Regions from separate parts of the Sus scrofa genome. Here regions 1 and 2 are each linked to region 3. Evidence: chromatin contacts called from public promoter capture Hi-C data. All regions are on one chromosome and are shown on one strand. Each heading gives the region's core, a stretch centred on a gene start, on an enhancer-like site or on the middle of the called end of the contact. The rest is flanking DNA. Distances are from core to core; before and after follow the strand shown. Region 1 overlaps FAM110B (protein FAM110B). Region 2 overlaps FAM110B (protein FAM110B). Region 3 holds the start of FAM110B (protein FAM110B).

The links. Promoter capture Hi-C pulls out the DNA fragments that hold promoters and counts their contacts.
Region 1: a contact with region 3 is called in a promoter capture Hi-C map of fetal liver, with 2.6 times the contacts expected there. The contact joins the enhancer-like site here to the promoter of FAM110B in region 3. A contact is called at or near these places in 1 of 5 promoter capture datasets (fetal liver) and 5 of 47 Hi-C or Micro-C datasets (embryonic fibroblasts, fetal heart ventricle, fetal liver and 2 more).
Region 2: a contact with region 3 is called in a promoter capture Hi-C map of fetal liver, with 2.7 times the contacts expected there. The contact joins the enhancer-like site here to the promoter of FAM110B in region 3. A contact is called at or near these places in 1 of 5 promoter capture datasets (fetal liver) and 6 of 47 Hi-C or Micro-C datasets (embryonic fibroblasts, epiblast stem cells, fetal liver and 3 more).

Annotation. Positions count from the first base shown.
Region 1 is chr4:74,661,336-74,664,784 of Sscrofa11.1, reverse strand. The region is part of intron 3 of FAM110B (protein FAM110B); the gene reads left to right. Among named protein-coding and RNA genes, the nearest start is that of FAM110B, 83 kb to the left of the region's middle. Within about 2 kb of position 2,089, at least 2 of the 83 cell types and tissues checked have an H3K27ac peak or open chromatin away from gene starts, as enhancers often do. A contact at or near this core is called in fetal liver, where this site is marked.
Region 2 is chr4:74,620,888-74,624,141 of Sscrofa11.1, reverse strand. The region is part of intron 3 of FAM110B (protein FAM110B); the gene reads left to right. Among named protein-coding and RNA genes, the nearest start is that of FAM110B, 120 kb to the left of the region's middle. Within about 2 kb of position 1,556, at least 2 of the 83 cell types and tissues checked have an H3K27ac peak or open chromatin away from gene starts, as enhancers often do. A contact at or near this core is called in fetal liver, where this site is marked.
Region 3 is chr4:74,744,260-74,747,992 of Sscrofa11.1, reverse strand. FAM110B (protein FAM110B) reads left to right here and starts at 2,005. Exons shown (of 4, transcript XM_013988070.2): 1 at 2,005-2,309. LOC110260291 (a long non-coding RNA gene) reads right to left here and starts at 2,814. Exons shown (of 2, transcript XR_002343316.1): 1 at 2,687-2,814; 2 at 1,403-1,863.

The DNA of each region.
Region 1 (3,449 bases), core at 840-3,339, 83 kb after region 3:
GGAAGGCTACTGTCAGTGTTTTGTTTTTTTTGTTTTTTTGCTTTTTAGGGCTGCACCTGCCCAGCATATGGAAGTTCCCAGGCTAGGGGTTGAATCGGAGCTACAGCTGCCGGCCTACACCAAAGCCACAGCAACGCCAGATCTGAGCCACCTACACCCCAGCTTACGGCAACGCTGGATCCTTAACCCACTGAGCAAGGCCGGGGATCGAACCTGCATCCTCACGGATACTGGTAGGGTTTGTTATCCCTGCACTGCCACGAGAACTCTCTGTTGTCAGTGCTTAAGTGTCCATAGTAGAGTGACATTGAAATAGACATGTGGAGACACAGTCAGAAGGAAAATAGCAGCACCTTCTCTGGAGGGTGAAACAGACCCACTGACAGCAAGAAGCCCAAGCAGAACCTGGATCCACATCCCACTGGCTCATGAGGCCCAGTTCAGACTCCCTCTCCTGTTGGAGACTTTTCTTATCCCCAAACCTGCATTTATTCGGAATTTACATTCTGTGCACTCATAGTCCCCTTTGGCTCTGAGGCTCTCAGGTACTTTTTTTCATTCTCTCAGGACCTAAAGGCACTTATCACACTGTGGCTTGTGTCACAGGAAGTTGCTTCTGCCCGTTTCTAGTAGACTGTCAGCAATGTGAGGGTGGGAATTATGTCTTGCGTCTGTGTCTTTTGAATCCAGCACAGAATCTCACAAACGGTAGAGGCCTAAGGACAGTTTGAGGCTTTAATGGGACTGAAGGATGCCCTGTGCCTGGAAAGGACAGTCATCGGCTTCTCCTCTGCTGTTTTACAAGTGTGGCAGCAGCATCTGTGGCAACAGGACATGGCAGTGTGGGGGTTAACAAGGCCAGCAGCTGGGCACCTGTCCCTGTTATGTAATGTGCTGCAATCTGCTTTTGTGGAGCTCTTTATCCCTTGCTGCATTCCTTGAGCACCACCAGTTTGCGCACACGGTGTTGGTGTCCGTCAGCTGTGTATGGGGCTCACTTTGCAGCTGAAACTTCAGCCCGTCCAAGGGGGCCTCCACAAGTGTGAGGCCTCTCGGAGTCAGCTGCCTCATTTGGAGCCTCAGGGAGAGCACCCCTCTCTGACTCTTAGCATCCTTTGGTCACTAAGCATTCCGATAACAGGTGCTCAGTACGATGAAGGAAAACCTCATAAACCGGTGACTTAAAATCTCCCATTAAGAGACAGGAAATTAAGAAGACATTTTATGCCAAATCTGCAGCATTTTAGGGTTTCTCATTGTACCTTAGTAATGATACTTGACAAAAGGCCTGTCTTGCAGTGAATCTTATTCATCTTAACTACAACTCTGTTTCAAAGCACTTTTTGATAATTAGACATTTGCATCCGATCGCTCTCTTACTCTTAAGACTACTGAAGCCTGGTTCTGAAGTGCCATGTAAAGTGTTCTTAAATTTTAAACTGGTAAGTAGCCACTTTATTGGCACTTGGCTCGTTTGTAAGTAGGATGGTCACGTGCTTCTGAGGGTACCTCGTCGAGAGCGCTTCTCCTGATTCTCAGCTCGTGCGCTGTTGCTGTGATGTATAAAGCACTCCAGCTTTAGTGTCCCATCTCCTTCCTGGTCAGTAAGGGCAGGTGAAGCCCTAAGAGTGCATTTCATGGCCGGTGGGCTTCCCAGGGTGTGATTCGAGCCTGGCTTTGTCTGTCCGGCTGGGTGCAGATCTGCCCAAGTGACCATCTGGTGTGCTGGTGTTTCTCAGACTTCGGAAGTAATTTTTTTTTCTTCCCTACTTAGATACCCTATTCTTTGGGTGAATTGGATTTACTGAAAGTTTCTCTGAACCACAGGATCCCCTTCAGGCAGGTTTATCAGAAGGTGGCCCTGAGGAGGCCAGGGCTGTCCGTCACCCCATCCTCAGCTGGGGCCCTGACGGGTCCCCTTCCCGCCCGCAGTTCAGGTCACGGACTTGGTTCCCAGCCCTTGGATTTCAGGCTGCTGATCAGCAGCAGCAATTTGCTTTTTGGGTACAGACACACAGTTTACATAGGGCCTTCACTTCACCAGCCTTGAGGGTGGGGAATTCTTATCTCAGCTTTGCAGACAAGGCAGCAGACGCCTGGGAGACAGGACTTTGCAAAGTTGCAAGGCTCACACCGGAAAGCCCGGACACAGCCCTTCTAACTCTTGCCACATCCCGGTTCCACATCGAGACCTCTGCCGGGACCAGCACCTCCTGAGCCCAATAGTAGAATGAATGACCTCGTCTTCGTCGGTGACTTTTAGGCTCTTTCTCTGCAAGTACTGGGGGTGTCCTTGTTGGGGGGCGTCGAGGTTCGAGGCTCTGCTCCAGCCCTGACCCTCTGGATCTGCCGTTTTACACATCGATGTTCCCATGACCTTTATGTGAGGGCAAGTTTCTGCAGCTAAAACGTGCTTCAAAGACGAACGGAACTCCAAGGTTCTCATCCAGCCTAAGCCCTGACCTCCAGGAGACAATGCCAGTTTTTTGGTTTTTTTGTTTTTTTTGTCTTTTTGCCATTTCTTTGCGCCGCTTCCGCGGCATATGGAGGTTCCCAGGCTAGGGGTCTAATCAGAGCTGTAGCCACCGGCCTGCGCCAGAGCCACAGCAACACAGGATCCGAGCCGCATCTGCAACCTACACCACAGCTCACGGCGACGCCAGATCGTTAACCCACTGAGCAAGGGCAGGGACCGAACCCACAACCTCATGGTTCCTAGTCGGATTCGTTAACCACTGCACCACGACGGGAACTCCAATGCCAGTTTTTAAAAAACCAGTGAAATTAATATAAACCAGAGTCAGCTGTCAATGGAAAAATGATTTGGCTTACACAAATACTCTGCAGCTGCCCAAAAATGTACCCATGAGATGAAGCCAGGAGACTTTCCTCAAAGGGAGAGTCCATTCCCGCATCTCAGGACCGGACACCCCGTCCCAAGCCGGTCCCTCCCTCCTGGGGCTCTGCCGCCCTCCTCTCCTACTGGGGTCTGCTCTGCACATGCCAGACAGCGCCGGCTGGACTTGAAGCATCAGGTCGCTCCCTGCTCACCAGCATTCACTGGCTGCCATCACTTTCCAGGTCAGGTTCAGGCTCCATCACTTGGATTAAAGATTCCCTGCAGGGAGTTCCCGTCGTGGCGCAGTGGTTAACGAATCCGACTAGGAACCATGAGGTTGCGGGTTCGGTCCCTGCCCTTGCTCAGTGGGTTAACGATCCGGCGTTGCCATGAGCTGCGGTGTAGGTTGCAGATGCGGCTCAGATCCCGTGTTGCTGTGGCTCTGGCGTAGGCCAGCGGCTACAGCTCTGATTCAACCCCTAGCCTGGGAACCTCCATATGCCGCGGGAGCGGCCCAAGAAATAGCAAAAAGACAAAAAAAAAAAAAAAAAAGATTCCCTGCAGCGGTCTGTCTGCCTCTCCTGCTCTCTTCCTCCCTCACAAGGTTTCA
Region 2 (3,254 bases), core at 307-2,806, 120 kb after region 3:
CCGCGACCTACACCACAGCTCATGGCAACACCAGATCCTTAACCCACAGAGCAAGGCCAGGGATCAAACCTACGTCCTCATGGATGCTAGTCGGGTTCGTTAACCACTGAGCCATGACAGGACTGCTTCGTTTAATTGTCTTAAATAAGAGAAAGGCATTTTAAAAGAAACCTGTAACATTTTTTTTTTTTAAGAATGGACTGACTTACACATAAAATGAAGCACGTGTGAAGGAGTTTTCTAAGTGACCTTGGAGAATGTCATCAAGGGCAGCAGGCTCCATCCCAGCCTGAGACGTGCCCAGCTCTTTCTCATACCACCCTTAGGTTTGATTTCATTTTTTTTTAATAATGGCTTTATTACTTACTCTAGGCTGTTTTGTTCACACAACTGTTGGCTTTGACATTTGAAACCGCATATTTTCTTTGTAACTCCAATAAAAATGGGGTCAGGTGTCATGTGAATGACCTTGGAGACAGAAGCAACCAAGTCAACCCACTTTGACAGGAAGAGGCCCCACGCTCTCACTTGAGGGCAGCGGAATCATTTGAAGACAAAAGATCATTCAGTTACAGTAAAGCTTGAAATCGAACGATGGGGTTTATCGGTGCCAAGCGTTGGCCCGAGGATGAAACGGAGTAACAGCTCTTGGTGACTGAGTGGGCGTGATGCCCAGCTCCACGCTCAGCCCTTCGCTGCCTTCCCTCGCCGAATCCTCACCTCAGGCCCAGGAAGTGTAGGAGCATCAGGGTCAGCGCTATCAGGAGGAAGCAGGCATGCGGAGCTCCAGTGACTTGCCCTGGGCTGGTCACAGAGCTGTGAATGGCCAGACTCCGCAGAGCAAAAGCAGTTGACCTTGACCCCTGGACCTGGCTCTGGACTGGGGGGCTCCGGGTGAGCAGGCAGACAACTTTTTTTTTTTTTTTTTTTAATTTTGGGCCACATTTACAGCATATGGAAGTTCCCAGGCTATGGGTCATATCTCAGCTGCAGCTGCCAGCCTACGTCACAGCCACAGCAATACCAGACCCGAACCATGTCTGTGAGCTACGCCACAACTTGTGGCAGTGCCAAATCCTTAACCCACTGAGCGAGGCCAAGGATCGAACCCACATTCTCATGGGTACTAGTCAGGTTCGTTACCTGAGCCACCACGGGAACTCCCAAACAGATCTTAAAGGACACTATAGGGACCCAGCCTGCTTTTTGGCCCAGATTCATTAGGGGAGAACAGGCGAGCGTCCTCTTTTTCTCAGGCCCTCAGAATTCACCCTGAATTCTCTCTTCCGTCTCTAGGAGGAAATCTCAGACAAGACCTGTAACCTCTTCAGTTTTAAATAATTCACAGTCCTCAGATCAGTTGCAGGCGTGAAAGTCTGGAAACCTCCCACCTCCCATCTGGTACCTACTGGCCTCTTCCTCTCCCAGCCCAGGCCTGGCAGCCTCCCTGGAGGAGGGGACTTATCAAACCTCGTGGCCCCGGCTCCTTCCCTGCTCAGTGTCAGGTGTCACTTCTAACCTGGGGCAGACCCCTGGGGGTGGAGGATATGCGGTGGAAGATGACAGGCCCTCTCCTTGGCTCTGACGCCTGTTATCTAGACTTGGGGAGCCCAGAGCTGCTTCTCTTGGGGAGCTTTTGGGTTCCCTGGGGGCAACCGCAGGTCTTCCACCTCTGGGGGTGCTCACAGCCTTCCCCTCAGAGCAGGGCTCTTTGGGAGGAGTTTCTTTTAAGATAAGCTCAGACCGCCTTTCCCCAAGGTCACAGGTGGGCCTGGAACCCCAAAGGCTTGTACTCGTGGACACACAGCTTCTCCGGCCTGTGTCGTAGGGCAGGGTCCAGCATACTCAGTCCTGAGGCCTCTGAGACTGGAGCTCCAGGCCAGCCTCCATCAGCTCCAGGACACCTGGGAGCTCCCGGGGGGTGGGGAAAGGTCCTGAGCCCACTTAGCCGCTTTGAGATGTGGGTGGGCACACAGGCCACGGTTCAAACCTCAGCTAGGAGCCAAGAGCAGAAACGGCCCTGATCCATCCCCGTAGGCCTGGCTGTCTCCCACCTCCTTCCTTGCTCTCCTGAAGTCACAGGAAAGCTTGCAGGTAGCAATTCGTACCCCCGTCCACCCTTACCTCCAGGCTAGCTCGGCTCATAGCGCCCCCTGGAGGCTGTTACTATAACACAGGCATGGTTGTCAATTATTTTCTCACTGTCAGCAAAACACGGCCCCTGTGCTGCTCACTGGGTACCTTGGTCATTCCCAGGAGAGCCAGGGAGGGGAACAGGGGGGCTTTCCTCCTTGGTCCATACTCATGAAGGCCACAGGAGTCAGAGTTGACCTCTCGGCCTCTCTTCACTATTCCAACCTACGTTTCTATCCTTTGTACAGAATGGATGTGTCCAAAAAAAACCAAGCCAAAACAAAACAAAAAACAAGGCTTAAAAGGCCCGCTGGAAAACCGGAGAAATGGTTTACGGAAGAGGTGGACAATGAGAACAAAGTCATGCAAACGGAGGGCGAGGATTTTTTATATAGATTACATATGAAGACCTCCTCTAGCCCATGGAAAGAGTAAGCTGAAAAATGAGGATACTGGAATCAAAAGTTTAAATGATTGTTAGGACAAGCCCGTGGTTTCCAAGAATCTACAAAGTGATAGAATTGTTGGCGAGAAGATTCTTTCGCCTGCGTGGAGGTGATTGCTGACGGCAGCGCTGAGGTCAGAAAAGAGAAGACCCGGCCGTCAGAATTACAGATGAGGGATTTCACCAGGGGTTGGAAGGAGGCCCGTCATCCGGAAACCGAAGAAGTACCAGTCCTGGACCAAGCCGGTGGTTTCGACTTCACGCTTCCAGATGTGCGGCCCTGGGATTTCTTCATGCCAGTTCTCTGTGGGCAAATGCCATCTCTGTTGGACACAAGCTGTTGCTACGCCTCCTTTACCTTTTTCACTTTTGCCATTCCCCCTCTTGCCTTCTTTCCAAGTTATTTTCACAACGTAAATGGAGTTAATAAAGTGGATCATGTTAGGAAGGGAAGGGAAAGGGGAAATGGTGAAAAACATGGCCTGTTCATTAAAATGGACAAGTTAACGACTTCCACATGCGATGCTGTGGCTTCCTTAACCCGCAAAACTGAGCAGTTAATTGAGGAACACATTTTGTTTCTAAATATAGCTTTTGCGTTGACCGCGATGTGGTTAACTGTTTGTGACCATATGTATGAAGGAGATGACACGTTCCGAGAGGCCCTCCTGGTGAC
Region 3 (3,733 bases), core at 756-3,255:
ACATACTTCTAGAGACAAAAATCTCTGTGAGACAGAAGAATTCCAAGCATTGGCCAATGGCCCACTTCTCCTGAACAATAAAATTCCAGCACGACAGACCAATTTCAGCAGTTCCTGAAAGTTTGTAGCAGACCCTCCAACTGTCAGTCCAGAAAAAAAGGAAAGGTCCTATTCAGCAAATATCAAGACTGATGAAGGTAACTTTTATTGGAATAAATGATAACACAAAAACATCCATGGGGATAGTCCAGTTTAGACATGTTACTATCTTATCTCTGATTTTCTAACCACATCTTTTATTAATTTTTGGTTTGCAGAAGGACAATGTGAAAATATAAATTCTACCCTGGGTAACAGTAATACCCTAAATGATACCCTTAGTCCTATCACAAGGTAGGGCTTCCTGCTAAGTGACCTTCTCGGCATATAGTCTATTACAAAGAAGCAATTTATGTGACAGAAGCTACAACTCCTAATATTCAGAGCCTGGATCATTTGGGAATCTTTCACGGCTTCACCAGTGAGTATTTTGGAAAGCAACCTAGCTCGAAATAGAATAAGCTAAAAAGATACTTTACCAGTGCCTTTCCTCCAAAGTCCAGAAATTTTGAAGGGTTTCCAGAGAGCAGCTGCCTGGAGGGGCTTGTTCCTGTCATCAGGATGCTACCTGTTTCTGTTGCTCTGTTGGTTTTCTTCTAGATTGGCTTTCTTCTCTAACAGGCTGCCTCCAGCTGCTGCAGGCTTACATGGTCTGGCCTTGAAAGAAAGCTGCCACACCAGTTCAGAAAAAGGACCCTCCCTCCACTAGGACCTGTGCCAGCCCCCTTCCCCTTAGTGCCAGGGAATGAGAGGCACTCTGATTGGCAGGCCTGGGTCACGTGCCCTTGTGATGGCAGAGACAGCGTGTATCACAAAACAGCAGGGAGCAATCCCCAAAAAGGAAGACACTGGGGCAAAGAAGTTAATTTTTTTTTTTTAAATAGACTTCTTTGGAGTGAGAGAAGCTGGTTCCATTTGCTATGGGAATGATGAAAAGGAACTTCATTTTGTAACATGATTTTGGGAGTTCATGGAGACCACAACAGAATCTGTGATCACATGGAATGCATTAGTATGCCAAAGGAAAGTTCCATTGAAAACCCAGGATCATGTCACTTTCTTAAAATGGTTCTCCTGTAAATAGCCAAAAATCCATTATGGGGAGCCTGAGTTTTATTTATGTGATAATTTCTGAACTAGAATGGAACAGAGTCACACAGTTCAAATACAGATGCTCTTTCTCAGAAAATGGGATGAGGGCAACTGTATTCCAAAGGTACTAAAGATATAAAATAAAGTTTTGCTACATATTTTACAGAAATACTTATGTTTGCATCTCATTCAAATTCAACCATTTTGATAAATATAGATTTTATCTTTTCGAATTCTTAGTTGCAAAAATTAAACTAGAATGGGTTTAATCTTCCTAAAACAATAAAACCCTCAAAACCCCAACCAAGTTACTAAGCAAATCTAAACAAAAAGCAATACCAAACCATGCTTTATGAGATGAATAAAGATGCATCCTCAAGGGTTTACTTAATTTTGAAACATCAGTTGGCCCATACTCTAGGGACTGTATATTGTGTTAGACATTTTTTTCTATGTTCTTCATCGTCTTCTTCAAACCTTTTTTAGACTCATAAATGTCTGCAGAAATTTAGTCTACAAATACCAAGACTGTCCATCTGAGTATATGAGTTAGTCAACAGAGAATGTCTTCAGGCACCAGGACCTTCTGGAGGGTTGACTGATGGGTTATCACTTTCACAAACAGGCTCCAGGTCTGGGGTTTCTTGGCAGTTGGGATCCAGCGATTCTCGCCTGGGGAGAGAGTGGGGGTGAGTTGGAGGTGGGGAGGGGGTTGGAGTGGGAGTGAGGGGCGGGGACGGGGTGGGGGAGGGGACTAGAAGTGGGGGTGCGGGAGGGGGTGGAGACAGGGGCGGAGCGCCCCGGGGGGCGTGCACACTCCTGGGGACACGCGCTCTGGGCGCCGGCACCGCGCTCCGAGTTCCCTCCCTCGCTCTCTGGCGAAGGCAGCCCGAGCCCTCCCACTCTGTGCAGCCCGAGCTGCCGCGGCCGCCGCCAGTCCGGCCCTCCGCCGCCCGCGTCCCGCGCCCCCTCGGCAGTCCCCGTCCTCGCTCCGCCCTCCAGCAGCCCCGGCGGCCCGGCCCTCGTCCCTCGCCGGCCCGGACTCTCCCTCCACGCCGTTCGCCGGAGCCCGGCGCCCTGCTCGGGCCGCACCGCTCGCGGCCCGGAGCGCGGCCGAGGTAAGACTGGGCCGGGGGCCGGGGAGGGATGGCCGGGGCCTGTCGGGGACCTGGTCGGGGGAGCCGCACCGCGCCGCGCCCCGATCGCGGACAATGCCGACGCCGCGCGCGGCCGCAGAGTTGTCGGGTCCGCCCCTGCCGCCTCCCGGCGGCCTGGGTGTCGGTTCCTCTGGGCCCGGGGGCCGCATGGCCCGGACCGACCCGGGCCGGTGTTTCGGGCCGCGAGCCGGAGCGCGGGACCACTGCCCTGCCCGCGCCCCCCGGGCCCTGGATGGGGGCCCCGGAGCGGCGGGGAGGCCGAGCAGGGGATGGGCGTGCGTGGCGAGGTTGGGGGGTTCCCACGGAAGAGGGGGGGTCGGCGAGGGCTGGGGACCCACCGGGCCGGGGCTCCTCGAGTGGCCTCTCAGCTCGGGTGCCGAGTCTTAGGTAGCCTGTAATCGCTGGCGGAGAATTCTTGCAAGAAATGCAGATTCAGAGGCTCCGAAAGTTTGTTTTTGGTTCCTCCCTCCAGCTCCATCCATGGTCTCAGTTGTCTGGACTTTCTTTGAAAGCGGAGGGAATTGAAACAGAATTAAATTGTCCTCAGCTCACTCGTGTCCCCACCACCCCCACGGAACTCGGAACTTGGCCGCAGGGCGGTTGCGGGTTGCGGGAAGGCGCGGAGCCCGCTGCTCAGCCAGGAGCTGCAATGTCCCTGGCAGTGACAGCTCTCCCTCCATGCAGGCTGGTGGGGAAGCGGCAGGAACTTTGCTGCACGCTTAAATCACTCGGCAAAGTGGAAAGCCAGCACCTGGTGCCCTGCTTTTTTTAACCCTTTCAAGTTGGTGTTTAGATTTATTGAGCCATAAAAATAAGCAGGCTTTCTTTCCCGCTCGAGATACAAGCTAACTTCGCATTTTTTACTGTGCGAAATCTGGCACGCATCTGTGACAACATTGCGTGGCTGGCGTCGTAAGGACTACACACGGGTCTGATTTTGAGGATTTTGAGAAGGGGAACAGGATAGTAAAATAAGCATATTTGCGGTATAAATGGTATGACTTCCGTTTTCTCTGTTTCCCTTGTTGGCTGTAAAGCTATTTATTTAGCCTTTCCCCCCCAATTTACACTTAGAGTCATTCCATGGGAAATACTTGTACGTATGTATTTTGTGACATGGCCACCTCTGGTCATTCAGATGAGCTATTAATTAAGGTTATTTTGACAAAGGGGTGAGTTAATGGTAAGCCAGAGTTCTTCCTGGGGTGACATTCCAGTTGCTTTACCCTCTAGTATTTAATCTGTGGTGTTACCGTCCATGGTATTTTGTCAACACGGTAATCTGCAGAGTTTAGAATAGTACCTGCAACACCCCCCCTAGGTAAGTAGCCGCTGGTTTTCTTTTTAATTTTTATTGTCAGTCCATGTGTTTTTTTTTTGTTTTG